Linked DNA regions of Mus musculus: region 2 is linked to region 1. A link is a contact called in public HiChIP or PLAC-seq data. All regions are on one chromosome and are shown on one strand. The core of a region is the stretch at or near the end of the contact, and the rest is flanking DNA. Distances in the headings are between cores, read along the strand shown.

Region 1 (3,439 bases), core at 359-2,858:
CTATGTACATGTGTGTATGTATAGGGGGATTAGTAGTATATGTGTAGGGGCCAGAGAGGGAAGCCGGGCATCCTGCTTTATTACTTTTGGTCCCTTTGGGACAGATTCTCTCATTGAACCTGGAGCAATCCTCCTGTCTCTGCCTCCATGGTGCTGGCATTACAGGAGTGTGCATACTCAGCCACATGGCTTTTAAATGGACACTGAGGATTTGAACTCAGGTTTTCATGCTTACACAGCAAACGCTCACTGAGCCACCTCCCTGCTCCTCACCACCACAGTCTCTCTCCTTATTCGCTAGTTTAGCATCGTTGGGCCACTTGTTGAAAGAAACCAAGAATTCATTTATACCCAACTTCCTTTCATACAGGAGCGTGGAGGTAAACACTAGCATCCCAGAATCGCCCTTCTCTGATAAGAAGCCCTTGGTTTTATTCTGAGTGTCCCCAGCATCTTGCTGGTCATTAGCTCAAAGGCCCAGGCTGAAGCAGAGCCTAGGAAAGCCCACCCCAAAGGCTCCTTGCTAACACCTTCCAGAACCTTCTAGTAAAAACTCTTCCACTCACCTCTTGCCCCAAGTGAATAGAGCCCTGGATGTACTGCTGTAAGGGACCAGGATTAGACAAAGAACGGACTCAAATAGTATGTAAACCCAAAAACTGTTTTATTTTACAGAAGTCCAGCATGCTGGGGTCCCCCCCCCAATTACCAAGATAGAGAGACACCCCAAGTGAGCTTGCAGGCCTGATTTAAAGTACACTAGGGAATTCTGGAGTAGGTGACCTCTATGTTAATCTGTTGGGTCCATCTCTAAGGACATTCCATTATCAGGGTGTGGGGGCTGGAAACTTGCTGGGGAAGTCTGGAAACTGTTACTGAGGAAGTAGCTGACAAGTCTGGAAACTGCTGCTGACCCATCATTGTCCTTGCCTCAGGCCAGGTGGCAGGGCTGCTTCTGAGGCCTGAACTCGCCTGGGATTGCCCAGTTCTTGAAGAAAGAGATTTAGGCCTAGTCTCCTTCAATGCTAATTTGAAGCCTGTCATGGAATCAGCCTAGCCTTCTCACTGTTGTGTTCAGATTGGGCTCTTCAGTAACAGAGAACCGACCTAAATTAGATCCCTAGGTTCTTTTCTGTTTTCTGAGTGCTTAATCAGGGAAAATGCTAATAAGCTGATAGTAGATGGTGTGACCAGTCCCCTGTCTCAGCTACAGGAGGGATTGATTGGGTGAGGTAGGCCCCGGAGGGCCCTAGGTGTTGCCAGAGCCTAACTTTGGGATTCTTGGCTTAACTGCAGACCTCGTGTGTAGTTTTCCTCTCCCTTTCCCCAGCCTCCAGCAAATCAGACCTTTGTTCCCATTTCCAGGAGGGAGAGGATGTGGGAAGGACTGGAGGGATTGTCAAGCATAGCTAACCTAAGTCAGATCTCCAGGCCACAGCCGAAAGGCAGCTCTGCCATGTCCTCTATGTCCTTAACGTAAGCAAGAAGCTGGGTCTTAGCGTCCTGTTCTGAAGGTTAATGTTCTGACTCAGGGCTTAGTCATCCCTTTTCTGTGCCTCTCTGCCCCTCGTCGTTGTTTCACTCTGGTGCCATTATTTGCCCAATCCCTTGAGTAAGAGGTGACAGCCAGGGCCAGAGCAAACAGCTGGAAACTGTACCCCCTGGGGAACTGGCAGACCTGACAAAGTCAGTTGATTCCTTTCAACCTTTGACCAGCTGAAAAAGTGGAGATCACTATACCTGGCTTGAAGGTTGTTTTGTTTTGGCTGGGTGAACTGGAAATGCTTAGAACCCCCACCAACTCACCCTACCCCATCCTATCCCCATCTCCTCATGCCCCCAGCCCCCCTGCTACTGTTGTCTCTGTCCACTGTGGTTCTGGGTAGCTGTTACTACCTGTCTCCTGATTTATCAGGCTGAGAATAAGAGGGCAGGGTTGCATCTTCTTGCAGCTGGTAATTACAATGTTGGACAGAGAGGAAGGGCTCTCTCTGTTCAGAAGCATTGAGCAGATTTGAGCAAGAGCCTGAGTCACCACAGTGTGAGAGCCTTATATGTCTTGAGTCAGTGGTTCTCATATATATTTTTTTTTGTTGAGGATATATCTGAAGGGGCTGGCATCATGAAACAAGAATCAATAATAATTGTGACTTAATTTTCCTTGCTGGAGAACCATGTCTTACCTTGTGGGCAAAAATAACCACTGTGGGCCCACCACCTATTGGGAAGTCCTCCAGCACTGGGGCAGGGTGGGGAAAGTTTCTATCCTGATCTCCCACCATCGTCATACAAACATACATTCTGTGTGTAACTCATCACCAGGCTTCTTGGTTATTGGCTGGACTGCTCATCTCATGTATCACAGTACTTCAGGTTGTAACTACAGTCTGCTGGCCTGCAGCTCTCAGACAGGCCCTTCAGCTTTGCCCTGGAACCCAGGCTCTGCAGTCTCAACTTATCAACAGTCCCAATTGTCACTAACATGTAGTAACTGATAATTTTGCTAAGAAGTCAATTATTTTTTTAATTAACTTAGAAGTAACTCATAAGCATGTGTGTATTGCAAATGTACAGACTGTAGAGAAAGTTTCTCTTTTTTTGTATCAGTCAGGGTAGGACACATTGTGATACTGAAACAAGCAGCTCCAAATCTTAGTGACTTTTTGATAACAACTGTTCAACTGTTTATTGCCTTAACACACTACCTTTCAGTCTCCTTATGCCCTTGGGTATGGATATATCCATATATATGCATGTAGTGTGTGTATGTATGTGTGTGTCTAGATATACATATGACTCCAGCTCCTTGTGTACATTATTCATACTGTTCTGTGGTGGCTTATAGTGCCTTAGAAAGTGTTTACTGGCATGTATAAGTCTCCCCAACTCTTTCTAACAATTCCATGGCATTTCAATATACTTAAATTCTGGAAATCTGTATCCGTCGAGTTTTTCTAAGGAACAAAACTGATAGAATTAATTAATTAATTAATTAATACCCATATATTATTTAAGGGATTTATTAGAGAAGCTACAAGATGTGGTCTGAGGACCAACAATGTCTGTCTCCTGACAGAAAGTACCAAGATTTGGTTGTTGTTCAGTCTAGGAGAAAGGATTTCTCAGCCGTTCTGACCTGGTGCTGGAGTCCCCGGGAAGCTCTACCGAGCTGGCGGTTTACAGCCCACATTGGAATCCTGAAGAGGTAGATTCTAACTCCAGGGAAGGAACGGCTCAGGGACAGGAGAGATGAATTTGCCAGTAAGAGTGAGGGCAGGCAGTCAAAAGCAGACACTTCCTTCTTCCTTTTATGTGGGCAGCCATCAGTGGGTGTGGCCCAGATTTAGGGTGGGTCTTCCCACTCAAATGATCCAACTGAGAAGAATCCTTCATAGTTGTGCCCAACTGCTTCGGCTTTGGTTCATTTCAGGTGTAGTCA
Region 2 (3,439 bases), core at 664-3,163, 310 kb after region 1:
TGATGTTTTTATTTCAAAGGTATGCTTTCACTCTAGTCTCACGATGCCTCACACATGGCCCATCAGATAGTATTTGCTTTATTAGAAAGGACTTGTTTCTCAAAGGCCATGTATCTCCTGACATTTCCCTGATGGACTGTGTATGTCGCCTGCAGCCATTCTATCTCAAGTGGAGGACACATCTGTGTTCTGACAGAATCTCTGTTCTGAAAGGTTGTGTGATTATAGCAACCTGCGCACTGGATATAGTCTGTAGGTATTTAAAATAGCTTTTATTCTGGTGTGTGGAACATTACAGTAAGCCAGCATGACTAACCACCATGATCTTACAGTTAGTCTCCTACCTGCTAAAGAAGTGAAGTTGAAACTTTAAGGTAAAAAGAGTCTGCCTGGAAAAAACTGAAGTAAACTAACAAGTTGACTAATTAAGCAGAAGTTTGTGTTCTTTCTTGACCAGAATGAGGATTGTCTTAACTAACATGCGCATCCCCTTTCCTTAGGACGGGGAACCCAGAGTCTTGCATGTCTGCACTGGACCAGCCCCGGCCACATGTCCCCATGTCCCCACGTCCCCATGGTGTAATAGAAGACAGACATACTGACACACCTCTCATCCTTTGTCCTTTGCTTTGTCTCTCAGTGTGGCAGTCACCAGGTCCAGAGATGTACCTTCTTTTGGACCTCCCATCCCTAAAGGGGTCACCTTCCCCAAGTCAAATGTGTTCAGGGACTTCCTTTTGGCCAAAGTGATAAATGCAGAAAATGCTGCTCATAAATCAGAGAAGTTCCGGGCCATGGCGACAAGGACCCGCCAGGAATACCTGAAAGATCTGGCAGAAAAGAATGTCACCAACACACCTATTGACCCTTCTGGCAAGTTTCCATTTATTTCTCTGGCCTCCAAGAAGAAGGAAAAGTCTAAGCCTTATCCAGGAGCTGAGCTCAGTAGCATGGGGGCCATTGTGTGGGCTGTCCGGGCCAAAGACTACAACAAGGCCATGGAGTTCGACTGCCTCCTTGGGATCTCCAGCGAGTTCATCGTCCTCATTGAGCAGGAGACAAAGAGTGTGGCTTTCAATTGCTCCTGCAGAGATGTCATAGGGTGGACTTCCAGCGACACCAGCCTCAAAATCTTCTATGAGCGGGGAGAATGTGTGTCGGTGGAGAGCTTCATTAGCGGTGAAGATATCAAAGAAATTGTCAGAAGGCTGCAGGTGAGACTGCTGTAACCATGCTCACTCCTGGGGTTTCGCAGACTAAAGCCAGGGCACAGAGGCCTGGGGCAAGATTGGCTACTCTGGCAATTCCTTTGCTGATGAGTGAAGCAACACAGTTTATCTGACGTTCCTGCTTTCCATTGTTTGTTGAGGAAAAGTAGCAGCCCTGGGCGGGTGGGATGACATGTTGTCTGGGGTCTTGTGCTGGGAAGTCACCTGCACATAACCCAGTCTCACTGCCCTGGTGGCGGGTGTTCCTGTAGTTGCTGAGAAAGCTGTTTAATAAAGCTGTCAATAACCCACCATGGATTATTTTTTAAGGACCGCTGAAAGTAGAATACAGGTTCTTTTTGCTGCCAGCCTATCCCAGATTTTTCTATGTCAGGAAAGCCACTGGTCCCTGTGGAGGCAGCCAGTGTGTTGTGTTTTCCTACCAAATTAGAGACTAGGGAAGAGGACTAACCAGCCTGCCCTCCAACCAGCTACCGGATGTTCGGAATAACTAAAGGCAGCATTTTCTTTAATGCCAAGTCCACTGTTAATGATTAACTGAGTACCTCTCATTTCCTTGTCTAGTTTGTTTCAAAAGGTTGTGAATCTGTGGAAATGACTCTGCGAAGAAATGGGCTGGGGCAGCTTGGCTTCCATGTCAACTATGAGGGCATTGTGGCGGATGTAGAACCCTACGGCTACGCATGGCAAGCAGGGCTGAGGCAGGGCAGCCGCCTGGTGGAGATCTGCAAGGTAGCAGTGGCCACCCTGAGCCATGAACAGATGATCGATCTCTTGAGAACATCAGTCACAGTGAAGGTTGTCATTATCCCTCCCCATGACGACTGCACCCCACGGAGGTAGGTCTGAGTTTACGGCTGCTGGGCCACATGGGACATCTCTTAGTAAGCAGAGTAGCCAGAGAGAAATTGTCCTCTTGTGAGGCTTATGGTTCCTGCGTGGAAAGTCTCCCGCAGAATGCAGTCCAGACAAGAGCTGCAACACCCATCTTCAGCATCTCGCACCGGAGGCCTGTAAGCAGAGCACATCCATCGAGGCTGTCTGAGTGTCTGTTCCTGTGGCATCGCGCTCATGCTGTCCTCACTCCCATGTACCTCACGAATGTTCAAAGCTCAATGGTTGCTTTAATCCCTGCTGTCTGGCTCTGCTGAGCCCGACTTCCAGGCTTTTTTTCTGGCAGCATCTGTGGGGCCAGGAACGGGCTTCAGATGACTCAGTGCTGTGCTTCATGCCTGACTGCCTTCTCTAGAGGGAAGGCTGGAGCCTCCTGCCTGTTCAGCTCCTGGCAAGCCAGCAGCACTGACCAAAACTTCACGTCTTTGTTGCTTGATTGAGCCAATCTAATCAACTGTTTTTCTCCTTTAGACTTAGCAAATATTTTTGTTGGTTTTAAACAAACAAAAAAAAAAAAAAAAAAAACTTGTAGCCAGTTGTTGCTGTCATGTACCTTAAATCCCAGTACTAGGGAGCCAGAGGCAGGTGGATATCTGAGTTTGATGCCAGCCTGGTCTAATTAGTGAATTCCAGGGCAGCCAGGGCTACACAGAGAAACCCTGATTGGAAAAAATCAAATTAAAAAAGAAGAAGAGAGAAAAAAAGTTGTATATTTTTAGCCACTACTTTCTAAGAATTTGTCTTAAATTTTGTAGTTAAAGCCAAAACATAACTGGGTGATGGTGGCACACGCCTTTAATTCCAGCTCTCAGGAGTCAGAAGCAGGTGGATCTCTGTGAGTTTCAGGACAGCCTGGTCTACAAAGCAAGTTCCAGGATAGCCAGAGCTGTAAGCAGAGAAACCCTGTCTTCTTGCTAAAAAATAAAAATGCAAAATACACACAACATCTAATTAATTAACTAATAATTAATCATAAATAAATACTGATAATTAATCTAACCAAACCATAGTTCTTTTTCTCCCTAAAATGACTAGTCCTAGGTCTGAGCACTCATGGATTTATGATTAGCAGATGGTAGACTATAAATCATTATTGTGGGTTATTTGTGCCCCTTAAAGACTTAAGTGAACTTCAGTTAAAAAAATCAGTCTTTATTCAGAATAGCATTTATTTATGCCATTTATCAGGTAGGCAGCCTGGGGGTTGTGTGCCTGTGTCGGAATATTCTGGGGCCATTCAGTCTGAGCAGGTTAAGGAACACTCTTTTATATAGCTGAGTTAAAAAAAAAAAAAAGATGACTCCACAGATCTTTTT

Evidence for each region. HiChIP or PLAC-seq counts read pairs in DNA pulled down with a chosen protein or histone mark.
Region 2: a contact with region 1 is called in an H3K27ac HiChIP or PLAC-seq map of epiblast stem cells. The contact joins two enhancer-like sites. A contact is called at or near these places in 1 of 15 datasets of contacts at CTCF or cohesin (large pre-B cells), 3 of 484 Hi-C or Micro-C datasets (bone marrow-derived macrophages, cerebral cortex and embryonic stem cells), 3 of 115 datasets of contacts at active chromatin or transcription factors (SST interneurons, T-cell acute lymphoblastic leukemia and epiblast stem cells) and 1 of 9 other capture datasets (embryonic stem cells).

Annotation. Positions count from the first base shown.
Region 1 is chr12:82,084,638-82,088,076 of GRCm38.p6, forward strand. All of the region lies in intron 3 of Gm30799 (a long non-coding RNA gene), which reads left to right. Among named protein-coding and RNA genes, the nearest start is that of Gm30799, 17 kb to the left of the region's middle. Within about 2 kb of position 1,609, at least 75 of the 459 cell types and tissues checked have an H3K27ac peak or open chromatin away from gene starts, as enhancers often do. A contact at or near this core is called in epiblast stem cells, where this site is marked.
Region 2 is chr12:82,395,553-82,398,991 of GRCm38.p6, forward strand. Sipa1l1 (signal-induced proliferation-associated 1 like 1) reads left to right here. Exons shown (of 21, transcript NM_172579.3): 8 at 641-1,214; 9 at 1,794-2,068. Among named protein-coding and RNA genes, the nearest start is that of Gm30916, 5.6 kb to the left of the region's middle. Within about 2 kb of position 1,914, at least 68 of the 459 cell types and tissues checked have an H3K27ac peak or open chromatin away from gene starts, as enhancers often do. A contact at or near this core is called in epiblast stem cells, where this site is marked.